Regions from separate parts of the Sus scrofa genome. Here all the other regions are linked to region 1. A link is a contact called in public HiChIP or PLAC-seq data. All regions are on one chromosome and are shown on one strand. The core of a region is the stretch at or near the end of the contact, and the rest is flanking DNA. Distances in the headings are between cores, read along the strand shown. Region 1 overlaps RASGRP3 (ras guanyl-releasing protein 3). Region 2 holds the start of FAM98A (protein FAM98A). Region 3 overlaps RASGRP3 (ras guanyl-releasing protein 3).

The links. HiChIP or PLAC-seq counts read pairs in DNA pulled down with a chosen protein or histone mark.
Region 2: an H3K27ac HiChIP or PLAC-seq map of alveolar macrophages shows a contact between it and region 1. The contact joins the promoter of FAM98A here to the enhancer-like site in region 1. A contact is called at or near these places in 15 of 47 Hi-C or Micro-C datasets (blood, embryonic fibroblasts, epiblast stem cells and 8 more) and 2 of 2 datasets of contacts at active chromatin or transcription factors (alveolar macrophages and skeletal muscle).
Region 3: a contact with region 1 is called in an H3K27ac HiChIP or PLAC-seq map of alveolar macrophages. The contact joins two enhancer-like sites. A contact is called at or near these places in 2 of 47 Hi-C or Micro-C datasets (liver and retroperitoneal adipose tissue) and 2 of 2 datasets of contacts at active chromatin or transcription factors (alveolar macrophages and skeletal muscle).

What each region holds. Positions count from the first base shown.
Region 1 is chr3:106,177,244-106,181,567 of Sscrofa11.1, forward strand. All of the region lies in intron 1 of RASGRP3 (ras guanyl-releasing protein 3), which reads right to left. Among named protein-coding and RNA genes, the nearest start is that of RASGRP3, 34 kb to the right of the region's middle. Within about 2 kb of position 2,203, at least 14 of the 83 cell types and tissues checked have an H3K27ac peak or open chromatin away from gene starts, as enhancers often do. A contact at or near this core is called in alveolar macrophages, retroperitoneal adipose tissue and subcutaneous adipose tissue, where this site is marked.
Region 2 is chr3:106,059,109-106,063,432 of Sscrofa11.1, forward strand. It overlaps FAM98A (protein FAM98A), which reads left to right and starts at 2,459. Exons shown (of 8, transcript XM_003125249.5): 1 at 2,459-2,616. The coding sequence starts at 2,564.
Region 3 is chr3:106,104,606-106,108,929 of Sscrofa11.1, forward strand. It overlaps RASGRP3 (ras guanyl-releasing protein 3), which reads right to left. Exons shown (of 18, transcript XM_021087646.1): 15 at 1,330-1,366. Among named protein-coding and RNA genes, the nearest start is that of FAM98A, 45 kb to the left of the region's middle. Within about 2 kb of position 1,881, at least 16 of the 83 cell types and tissues checked have an H3K27ac peak or open chromatin away from gene starts, as enhancers often do. A contact at or near this core is called in alveolar macrophages and retroperitoneal adipose tissue, where this site is marked.

The sequences.
Region 1 (4,324 bases), core at 953-3,452:
CACCGAAACCAGGCAGAACTTCCAAGAATGCAGATGGTTTTGTTGGGCAAGGGGACCACGTACTGGACATTATACTATGCTTTTTAATTCGAAAAAAAAAAAGACCCCTTCTAGGAGTTCCCACTGTGGTTCAGTGGTTAATGAATCTGATAGGACCATGAGGTTGTGGGTTCGATCCCTGGTCTTGCTCAGCGGGTTAAGGATCCAGCATTGCCACGAGCTGTGATGTAGGTCACAGATGTGGCTTGGATGTGGCATTACTGTGGCTCTGGTGTAGGCCGGCAGCTACAGCTCCAATTAGACCCCTAGCCTGGGAACCTATGTATGCCATGGGTGTGGCCCTAGAAAAAGACAAAAAAGACCAAAAAAAAAAAAAAAAAAAAAAGACCCCTTCTAAAAGCTGAATATTATGTCATGCCACAGATGTGTATGACTCCAATTTAACCACATTGGGTCTGCAGGGTAGGAAAATGACCACTAAGTTCCTTTAAAAAGACTACCCAAAACAAATATTATTGTGTCTGAACCTAAGCTGACCCCGTTTCTGAAGCCAAATATCCAAAGGCTTTGGAAACATCATCACTGACATGTGTGAGATAGCAGTCATCATTTCACCCATGAGAAGATAACACAAATTACAGCACTGGGACCACAGAGAACAATTCCATAGATATTATTCAGAGTCAGAAGACTGAGGACCTAGCTGAGCTCGGTCACCTACCAGTCCCATGACCATGGGCAAGTCATACACTTTTGCTCATCTTCATTTTCCTCACTGCAAACAAGGGTGATGGTGTCCTTCCTTCACAAGACTGTGGCAAAGTGCAAGAAAGTGTCTAATACAAGAAAATTCCCAGCAGGAGTTGGTCTTTTTGACATTGTAGCTGGGCTCAAAGAAGATGAAATCACAGCAAATGTACATACATATCATAGACTCCAAAGGTACACTACTATGATCATTGGAAACAGCAGAAACCCCAGACTTCCAAATCTATAAAACATGGGAATGTGACACACAAACTGCTAAACAACTCCAGGGGAGGCAAGTGGGAAATCAATACAAAGAGAAAGTAGGACTCAAGAGAATTAACTCTTTGAGAAAAGGTTCTTTGGAACATAAGCTAGCAAAAAAACAAAAAACAAGAAACAAAACTGCATCGCAAAATGTGCTTTCTTATAAAAGACTTCAGGAACATAATCACTTTATTTTCTTCACACCAGCTCTGGAGTCTGACTTGTGGACTCTACCACGATTCTGAGTCTGTCTCACATGTCTCCATGTAACATCCACTGGACCATGCCAATTGCTATGGAAATAACCAATTCCCAGAAATAACTGGAGGTAATTTCCAGTGGTTCTGGGTTAATAGACCATATTGCTGATTACTCTTGAGTTGGGCTTAAAGGCAAAAGGCAGGTGAGAAGTAGATGATAAATTCCCTCATCTAGTTGTAAATATTTTGCTCTTCAAAATGTGCAATCTTGTTATAGCACCCTTGTAAAAAATTGACAACTTTCTCAAAGACATGCAAAATGGTGTACTTAACTTTCCTCCTGATTAATCAAAAGACCCTTCTGCTACTTACTCAGTGCTCTTTCTCATCGCCAGCCCTCGTTTTGACATTTATTCACAGGATGAAATATGGAGAGCTAAATTAAATTTTTAGAAGAGTTTTACAGGTAGGGCTTTCTCAGGGCTCTGTCTCTGGTTGATGACCCAGGAAAGCCACAGGTTCATGGCCCACAAGTGAGAAAGTCAGTCTTTAGATAAGTGGCAGGTGGAGGGAGTTGTGTGCCCCAAGGCAAACACAGGTGAGGTCACCCTCCCAGGCAAACAGACAAAAGCACATCTCTCCTCCCTCCCTGCCCACACCCAGCGCCCTGGCCAGGGACCCTCCCTCACAGCTTGGACAAACAGAGCAAAGAGAGGGAAGGATTGGGTTGCTTCTATTCCTAAAGGACAATAACCTCTTTGGACGACCAACCTTCCATGTTGAGCCACACAATGAATAGGTCTGACCCTAGTGTTATCACCCCCTAGGCCAGCTGTTTGGGGTAGGGCGTGGCTGCAGATGGTCCTCCAAAGGAAGGAGTGACAGGAAAAATTGAGGAAAAGGCCAGCAGAGACAGCAAGTGCAATGTGCTCCCGGGTAATAACAAAGCTCTCAGTCTCCGCTCTGACCCGTGGGAGGGCCATCAGAGAACAGCTCTTACAGAGAAAAACACACTGCTGGTCAGCGTGGCCCTGTAAGCCTGGGCTTGGACTGTCACAAGGGGAAACCTCACCCTTCCTGCCCTGGAGAGTCCGAAAGGGCCACAACACACATTGTGCATCTAATCGTAGGGTGCCGAAATATTCTCATTTGCATTTTGTGAGCGTTTAAGCTTCAGCATGTGGGATTAGCATAAGAGCTCCTCTTTTGTCTGTTTAATATAGGCAGGTTCTGGAGTCAGTCCTCAGTGTCACTTCTGCCTGTGCCATACATAGGCGAGTGGTTGTAGTCTCTGAACTTGACTCTCTATCTATAAAACAGGAACAATTATATAAAATACATAGACTTACTTTGAGGATTGTATGAAAATAAATACTTGTTTAGCACATCATTTGGCATAGGAAGTGCACAATAAATGTAAGTTATAAGTATTAGTGTTAATATTATGATGGTAGTAGTACAAGAGCTACTCTTTTCAAGTAACCCTTTACAAGCTCTGCCACTCACTAGCACTAGGACCCAGATACATTTGCTACAATCCCCTCATCTTTGAAATGAAGGTATGAAGTTGTGCATGCTATAGTTCCTATCCCAGAATCAAAAAGCTTTGGCTTCATGGATGTGCTGTCTGCACATAAAATAATTATTTCTATTAGTCCGATGTTAACATGTTGAAAGTCAAGATATCACTAGGCTTTTCAAAATAATCAGTGGGCTTTCAAAAATTCAGCAGGTGTTATCATTCAAAGGACACTCAGACTGCCATACAGACCCCTCCCAGTTTTATGGTGTATGGCCTTATGATTCTGGAGACACAGTTTCACCTGGGAGCTCTTTTCTATTATCAGCCTTCGGAAAAGGGGAGACTATTCCAGAAGCAAAATTCCTCATTAATGGCCCCTTGGGGAGTTCCCATTGTGGCTCAGTGGGTTAAAAACCCAATGAGTATCCATGAGGATGAGGGTTCAATTCCTGGCCTTTCTCAGTGGGTTAAGGATCCGGCGTTGCTGAAAGCTCCAGTCTAGGTTGCAAATATAGCTCAGATCCTGCATTTCTGTGGCTTCCTTGTAGGTCCAATCTGATCCCTAGCCTGAGAACTTCTATCCAGGGAACTAACTCTCTGGGTCATGTGACCACATGCTAACCCAGGGACCTTACCCAGTTGGCACAAAGAGGAATGAAGGAGTTGGAAATACTGTTTTCTCATTGGATGCTCTAGGTTTTGTCAAAACCAGACTAGCCAGGCATCCAAATCTGCTTCCATCCCAGATCTTTGGCTGATATGATACTCTGGACCAACTGTGCTGAGGGCAACTTCAGCAGAACCAGCCTGTCCTTTTCAATCCATTCTCCACGGACCATGCCAGGTGGAGAGCGGGGTGGGGTGAAGGGAGAGCAGTGGTCCCTCCATGCAGGGGGCAGAAATTGCAGGCAAACTGAACAACTTGAGTGTATATGACAATCTGCCACTCACCTAGGGAAATAAGCACACTTCAGGGTGCCCTGGATTTCTCTCAGGCAAAATAATTGGAGGGAATTCAAAGCAAAGCAACCACCCTCTGCCCTCCTCCTTAATGTCCAGGCAATCCAGAAAAGGGCACTTGTTTTGTTACCTGGCCCCAGAGCCCTGATTCAGAAGCCTGTCACTTGCAGATGTTTCTATCATCAATTCAGAGCTCTGCCCTCTCCCTTTCCCCTTTTCCTTTGTTTTGTTGTTGTTGTTATTGCTTTTAATTCTTATTGGAATACAGTTGACTTACAATATTGTGTTAATTTCAGGTGTGCAGCAAAGTGAATCAGTTATACATATATCCATTCTTTTTCAGACTCTTTTCCCATATAGCTTATTATAGAATATTGAGTAGATTTTCCTGTGCTATACAGTAGATCCCTATTATCTATTTTACATACAGTAGCGTGTGCCTGTCAGTCCCAAACTTTCAATTCATCCCTCCCCACATATGTGGTGGATTATTACTCAGCCATAAAAAAGAATGAAATAATGCCATTTGCAGCGACATGGGGGGACCTAGAGATGATCATACTAGGTGAAGTCAGTCAGTCAGAGAAAGACAAATATCATACAATAGTATTTCTATGTGGAGTCTAAT
Region 2 (4,324 bases), core at 1,209-3,708, 120 kb before region 1:
GGAAAGTACTGTTTTCACAATGCAAAATGAAAAGGACTTTATTTAGTATCATATACAAACTTAATTTCATGACCAACATGAGCAAATCTTTGGTCTTTCTTATTTTCTCTTTGTTGGAGTGAGTCTTTAAAAGGCAAATTCATTAACACTGGAAAGTGCTATTTTTTTTTTCAGAATCTTTCAATTAAGGAAAAATTATTTTAGGTGCCTATTTAATCAAAACTTTTAGAAAATATTCTATGACAAATGACAAATCTCACATTCAAGTTTTACCTACTTATTTGCCATTATAAAAGTTACACTTTATGAATTTTAGAAGTAACATTCCTAAGACTCACGAATGCAAGACATTTTAACTACTATATAATTAAAAACTTCACCTGATAATCTTTAAGGTTATGACATAAAAGATGCTCCTCTTAAAACAAAAATCAATTTTTCCATTTCAGTTTTCACCTTTTCATTTTTTTCACAACTATAAAATATGTTTTTACTCTTTACAAGAATATTTGGAAAGGCTGGACTAAGTCTTGATTATTCATTATTGCTAGTTGAATACCTTCTACACAGAAAACTCATCTATTAAAGATACCTGATGGATATTAGACAACTCTAAGTGTTAGAAAATTCTTTCTTATATTGTACCGAGGCAAAAACCAGGGCTCCCAGATTAGAGTTATTTTCATGTAATTGTTTGAATGAGGTCTTCAGATATTCACAAACAAATAATTTGAAAATAAAAATGCAAGAGATTTCTAGTAAATCCTTAGAAATGATGACAATATTACTTTTAAAATCATTGTTTTTATTTCAGTAAAATCCATTATAGAATTATTTTAAATATTTTTTTAAATACTTTGCATTGGCTGCCCTCCATTTAATGTAACTATTTGCATTAGATAGAGAATAATAATAAATTTAGGGGAGTTTTTACTTGTTCACTCACTAATAGTATGTGTTAGAACTTACCTTGAAAAGTGAGTCAAGAATGAAAACTTTTTTCCCAACTTGATTTTGCACAATTACTTTTTGTTTAGCACCTTCAATAACCCTATAAGAATAACTATTGTTTTTATTTTAAGGTATTTATATACAGGATATACAAGCATACATGATTTGTTTATCCAACTAGCTACATCTTCCTATTTTTTCACATCCTGCTTATAAATCCTTATTTGACTAGTCAAATAAGAATAAATATGAATTTAGAGATATCTCAGTTTCAAAAGCCAGGTCTTACCATTTTTGATAGACAAGCCAACTAAGCCTTAGTGTCCTCACCTGCAAAATGGGAGTAATACTTACACAGCCTTATGATGATTGCATAAAATAACACCGATCAAGGAAATAATACAATTCAAACACACAGTAGATACATAATAAATGTTAATTCCTTCCCTCATTCCAGATGGTGCAAAATAAGGAATTTTAAAGGTACTATGAAGAATAAGGAGCATTTATCCATTAGATACCAAAATATTTGAGAACTACAAAATAAAATTTACTGATAGCAGTGTGAAAACTCTTTAATGCCTACACAGTGCACAATTATGCCCATTTATAGTTAAATGTAATTTTCTAAATATGCCATCACTTCGAAAACAATTTTTCTCATTTTTTTCAATAAATTCTAAGTACATACCCAACCAGTAACTGCCAAGAAACCACAGCCCATCGTGATGCGAGTGTCACACCATGCCAAAAAATGCCAAATCGATAACGGTACAACAAAAAGTTTATTTACCCTTTAAACTGCGTGGGTTTAAATATATTCCATCCTATTTGATATTGACACACAGCGAAGGCCCCCCTCTTACCTCCCTCCCCCACCCCTTTAAAATAAAGATTCTTAGTGTCTGGGAAGGGCTTAAGAAGTCTGGTAGAGAACGGCAAAGGAACGGAATGAATCAACTTTCTGAATACATCCGTGTCAAGGGAAAGTTTACTCCTTAACTCCGAAATACAGCTACTGCAGCCACCAGGAACTCCGACGGCATGTTATCTGCCATTCTCGGCACTTGTCCCGTCTCTAGCCCTGTTCTAAGGAATTAGAGCGAACGAACTTCTCCCTCTCTACGGCCCACAGGTAAGGCTGGTCACCCACTCAGGCGACTGGGATCCAGACAGTCAGTTTCACAGCAAACGCCCACCCAACTCTATGGACCCCCACCCTCCCCCGCCCGAGGATCCTTCCCCGCCCGCCTCGCCCCAAGCTTCGCACATGCGCACACCCAATTAGGAAAAATTAGAGCGCCCCCGGCCCTCGCCAGGTCCCCACGCCCAGCTGCCACGCAGCCAGTCCTCCTGCCCTTCTTGGGGCCGTCGGCTTCACTATTCAGTAATACGCATGTGCGTGTAGTGTCGCCTGACCATCTTTCAGGCGGCCGGGGCGGGCCGGCAGGCGGGACCAAGTTTCTTACGCACGCTCCGGACATGCGCAGTGCATGGACTGAGGCGCCAGCTGTCGATTTGGAAGTTCCGGGGAAGCAGCGCATGCGCGAGTGTACGCGTTGCCGGCGAAGAGGGGAGCCTGACGACTCGGAAATTTGAATACCACAGTAGCATGGAGTGTGACCTCTTGGAGTCTGACATCTTGGAGTCGTTGGAAGATCTAGGGTAAGACTGCCAGGGCACGGGTCTCCCAAACCCCACACTGTCGCCCACCGGCCCGAAAACTCCTTCTCCACCTCAGTCAGCGACACCTGCCTCTCCACGCCTCACCCCGTGGCTCCTGGCTGTCGCCTCCCTATACCTCCAGGACCCCAATGCCACGTCCACTGCCTGCTCTGCTGGGTCGGGGCCCTCCGGCTGCGACGCCCCTAGGCCTGCCCTGTGCTCGGTGCAGCCAAGTTTCCCGCAGCGTTTGTCAGTCATGCGTGTCATTGTCTGGGCTCTGGTTCACGCCACCCCCCTCCCCAGCTTCTCTCCGTGCTCCCCATCCTTCTGCCCTACCCCCTCACTCTGGAGGTTGCCAAAGTTGATTCTCTGTTTTCCTACTTGTCCTCCAAACTTCCTGCTTCTGTCTTGAGCCCCTGCTCCTACCCCACCCCACTTCGCTCAGAAAATCTCCTTTGCCCAGTCATGTCTGCATGCACCCAGGCTTCCCTAAGGCACATGTCTGCGCTGCATCCGTTCTGCCAGCCAGCTCACTTATACACCTAACCTGTCACCACCTTCATGGGAACCACTCGCTGTTTCCCTTGACTCTGACACACCTTCACTGAGCCGCCATTAGCTCTTAGTCTTAGGGGCATCCTCACCCACCAAGTCCCAGCGTATTTGTTGTGCATTTTTGTCTCCCCCTGACAGTTAACCCAGCCATAATTCATCAGTATCTGGAAGCTGGAAATAAGGCTGCTTATCTCACTGGGTCACCCAGATCAGTGTACTCTCTTAAAACTTGAGAACTTAGAATTTCTTGGGCTAAATGCTGTCCAGAAACAAATTGTATAATTAAATATTTGCCCACAGTACAGCTTAAAAAAAAAAAATACGGATTTAGAAAACTATAAAAGTAACAAGTCTCTTATCAAAACCTTCCTCTAGGTTTTTCCATGCCATGGAAGCCTTTGGGGGAAAGCTTACTTTAGTATTAAAAGAACAAGGGTTCCCAAAGTCTGCCCATTTTTAGGAAAGGCAGTGGTTGTGCTTATCTTTTTCTGTCAATATGAATTACCATTGCTCTTTTCTTTGGAGCTTGCTCTGAATTTTCATGAATAAAGTCAGACTTTAGGCAGCTTATTTCTTTGATGAGAACCTAAGTAAAAGTCACAATCAGCAAAGTGGTGTCTTTTTGGTGAACCTCTTAGACTAAATTGTTAAATTTCACACATGAAGTATTCAGTAAACACTTTGGGTCTGTTGGCAATGTTGGTCTGAACACTTAAGGGTACAAAGTGAGGTGGAAGAAAAGTTCACACTGTGAGAATATGCCTTGAGAACTGAGGAGAGCCAGGAAGAAAGAAAACTGGGAAAGGAAACAAGTCCTAAGCTTCCTAGAAGTGACACTTAGTGTTGAAGGAGAAGTAGCATGAGAGGATGAAGGTAAACCCTACTTAAATGAAGTCCATCTGCAACAACTGATGATGGATGCCACTTCTTCCTATGATTGTTCTCTTACCCTTTGTTAATTGTGTTTTTCTTCTCTTGGGTACTGGAACAGTCATTGTAACTGTAATAACACTAATTAAATAAATAATTGGGATGGGTTGTAAGATAAACCGTGGGATTTTCTGAAAACTTGACTATAAATTTTAACCCGTAACGTGTTAGTTTGGTGGCATTCAGCCATCAAAAATTAGTCTTAATTGATTGATGTGTGCTT
Region 3 (4,324 bases), core at 631-3,130, 73 kb before region 1:
TAGATGCTTTAGTTAAGAAAATAGATATTAAGCACTACTTGGGATAGAAAATTTTGGCCACTTTGGAAGACAGCAACACAATTACTTCATATGATGAGGGTCCTACATTTCTCTTAGAATCCCTGATCAGATATGATCATTTTAAAGGGTATATTTCTCTTTCATTGACCTTTCTTATTATTTCCAATACCCATTCCCTCCCAATGATCTCTTTTAAAGTGGTTTTGTAATGATATCATAGAAAGATCAAATTGTAATGACATGTACAGTCAATTTTAGTTAGGTTTTTCACTTGATGTGTTTTTAAGAGAAAATATATACGCAAAGATGATCCTAGGGGTTGATTTTCATCATATTCATAAAAGTATGTGTGTCTATGCGTGTCTAGGGGATAAGGGGGCAGAAGCCAGAATGAAACTAATGACTCATGGCTGGGCAGTAAGATACTGCAGTATCTTTGCCGCTTGAAAGTAAAACTCTACGACTAAGATAATCCAAGTTAGAACTAAAGGGGAGTTCAAGGAAGCTCCCTGTTCATGTAAAATGAAGGCCAAATACTGAAAGACGGATAACGAAAAAAGGCATCACAAGGGACCATTATTAATCTGAACGCATTCTGTGATTAAGATGTTCCCTTTTGCAGTTTTATTATATTTTTTCAAGAGTGTTACTATATCCTTAAAAGAATCAGTATAAACAGTCTGCATTTAAATATCCAACAATTTTTAGAACACCAGTAAATTGTACTAGGAATATACTATATAAGTAGCAACACATTCCTATTGCGTTTATCAAATACATTATTTACTCAATTGTTATAAATTTCAATTACATGGCGGAAGTATATGAACAAATTCATTGAAAGGGACACAAGTTTCTCCTCTTTTCTTATCATCTGTGATTTACTAGAGAAAAAAATAGCTATGTGAGAGTAGAAAGACATGCATATGTATTACAGAAAAGAGCACTTTTCTCCCCCCTTGAAGGTCAAAGCTCTTTTAAACAGTATTTCCATTAGGCTTGCCCGCCTCAGAATTCCCATCTTGACTGTGTGGTGATGATGAGCAAGACATCTCATAGATAGGGGCTAGATGTGTGGGGGTTGACAGGGGGGTTTGTTTGCTCTTTGTAATAAGTGATAAAATTCCAGCCTGGGCTCTCCCAAACTTCAGGGAGTCCTTTCCTGGACACATTAACTCTTCAGGAGCAAAAGGCCCCAAAGCCCCATGATCTCCACGATGTCAAGAGCTATAAGGTTTCTATCAGACAAATAGGATTCCTGCCCCAAACGTCACATTTTAAAATTTTAATAAAATAATGTTCATTTACCTTTGCATTTGTAGCCTTGCTTGATTATGCCCCAGAGCTGTAACAAAAGACAAAGGAATGTCAGGGAATCTGAGAAGAAATCTGGAAAGAAAACAAGGCCACAGAGAAGGAAGTCCTGGGAAGTGTGATGACTGGCCGAGCACAAACAGGATGTAGCTGCTCCTGACACCCTTCCTGTCAGATAGAAGAAGCCTCTCCCAGCCCACTCCAGCTGGAGCAATAACAGGAGTTTTGCTTCCTTTTTCTTTCTGGGAGCCAAGTGGGAGCTGGGATGGGAAACATTTATTGTGCATTTATTGGAATTTGGCATAATAAGCTTTCAGCAAAATTCACAGGGAGACTTTGTCATTCTGCCTTTGGAAGCCCCTAGCTCCCTCTGCCTTCTTTTAAATCACACTACCTGCTCTTGACGCCCCCTACAGGAAACTAAGTGACCCAAGCAGTGTATCCCACTAAAGCATTTGGATTTGGCTAGGTTACTGGTAGAACATAAATGAGGAAAAGATCATGTATTTATTCTCTGCATTTGCTCGGGGTTTGGCCTGTGCTGAGCATGTGGGAGAGGTAGAAGAGGCTCATATTCTGCCAACCAACGAGGAAGTAGGACGTAGGAGGTGACAAATGTCTCAGGAGAAATGTGAAGGCCTACAGTTCAGTGAGGGAGTGTTTGCCCAGGCAGTTCAGGGGTATCGCCCTGGCGGTGGTGTCTTTGCCCTCCAACCCACTGTAATCACTGTGACAAGGGGCCTTCCCATGTTCTTTCTCAGGCCTCGCACAGCACTGGCCTGTGGGAACCAGGGACACCAGGAACATGCAGTACTGATGAATTAAATGGGCTTAGTTCACGCTGGAGAAGCTCTATTCTTAACCTTTTAGTGGTAGGTTAAGCGGCTGACAGAACACACACACACACACACACACACACACACGCACACACACTCACCCACCACCACCAACAAAACTAATACAATGATTTTGAAAGAAACAGCCCTGGTGGCGACTGGGATTGCTGAGGGTGTCATCCACAACATGTTATAAGAGGAAAAATGCCCTGAGTGTGGGCTTCATGATCACAGGAAAAGAGTAAGTAGCTGCCAATGTGAAGTGATTCAAGGCATGAGGAAGCTTGCTCCTTACTCTCCTTCTGACAAGGCAATTCCACCAGTGGAGCGTGAGTCTTTTGAGTCTTCAAAGTTATTTGGTCCTTCAGAATACATTATTAAGACGCAAACGTCTCCTGGGACAGGGCAACATTGTGTCTTGGAGACAGGAAGGATTATTAAGGCAGCGAACTGGAAGCAAAGGCCTCAGGTGCTTAGGATGACTAGCAGAGGGATGGGAGGGGTCAGTGCAGAGAAGGGATGTGGGTGGGTAGGACGATCCCATCTGTCCGAGCTTTAAGGATCTTTATGATAACCTAGTTTGCTTCCCTTTTATAATAGGTGAGTGTGATGATCCAGGAAATTAAATAAGTTGCAAGGTCCTACATCTGGGAAACTTCGTAGTGATGAGAAATTGCTTCCTCAGAGCCCTTGGTAATAGTGACAACGAAAATAATGATGAGAGCTAACATTTAATGAGCTCTGGCTTGCTATGTGAAAGGCACTGTTTTAAGCTATGTGTAACAACTTATTTAATGTTCACAATATCCTTATGAGATAGGTAATCATTATTTTCTCACTTTTACAGATGAGGAGACTGAGCTACAGAGAGGTGAAGCCACTTCGCAAGAACTTGTAAGTAAGCCCGTAAGAAGGGAAAGAAGAATGTGAACAATGTGTCACTTGAGGGAAAGACGGGAAGCAGGAAGCCATGGCTCCTGGGTGTTTTGTGTGTGCTTAGACCAAAGCCACTGATCTCGGACAAGAAAGGATAAGATTTATAATATCCAGCTATGGCACGTTATTAGCATAGATGCAGGAACTGCTGAAACAGATACAAACATGAGTCTCATGAGAAGGGGATGTCAGGGCCTTGCATGTTAAAGCTCACTTAAGAACCAGGAGACAACACAAGGGAGGAAGAGGCTCTGGGTCAGTGTGCCAGCCAAGGACAGCAGAGGGTTCTTCCTACAGTTCTTTGACTTTGAAAACTCGGGCTGCTATAAGATTTGGAATGATTGTTTGTGGTGTAAGGGGCACTGGACTGGGAGTCAAGAGACCAGAATGAGTCATGATTCTGCTGATAATGATCCATGTGACCTCAGAGAAATCACTTAACTTCTCCAGACCTTGAAATAAAGGAATTAGCAAAACTCTTTCAGTTCTGGAATTCTAATTCGAAAATCAGTGAATTTCAAGTAGTGCCTATTTGTCTTCCTTACCCTTAAAATGGAATTTATTTCTAAAGCAGGTGGTGCAGGCACTGAAAAATAGTCCTTCCAGTCCCCCACAATTCCTTTCAGTGACCCATTTAGAACATTATATTTATAAGCCTCTTTGAAAATCAATAAGCTTTTAGGAGTTCTCTCTTGGCTCAGAGGTTAGAGAACCCGACTAGCATCCATGAGGACGCAGGTTCGATCCCTGGCCTAGCTCAGCAGGTTAAGGATCTGTTGTTGCCCATGAGCTGTGGTATAGGTCGCAGACACAGCTTGGATCTCGCGTTGCTATGGCTGTGGTGTAGGCCGGCAGCTCTGATTGGACCCCTAGCCTGGGAACCTCCATATGCTAGGGCTGTGGCCCTAAAAAAAAAAAGAAAGAAAATCAATAAGCTTTTAAAAAAATGTGTGTGGGTAAAGATCAAATCAAATTACAGCAATGAAATTAAGTATATTTTGAAAAATAAAAAAGGTTATTAAAACTTTAAATGAGTTAACTCCAGAAGTATCAAGGAACACTAAAAAAAGGAAGTTGATATATTTTTTTTGCCTGTGACCACAGCATGCAAAAGTTCCCAGGACCAGGTATCCAACCTGAGTCAGAGCAGTGACCCAAACCACGGCAGTGACAACATCAGATCCTTAACCAGCTGAGCCACCAGGGAACTCCTAAAA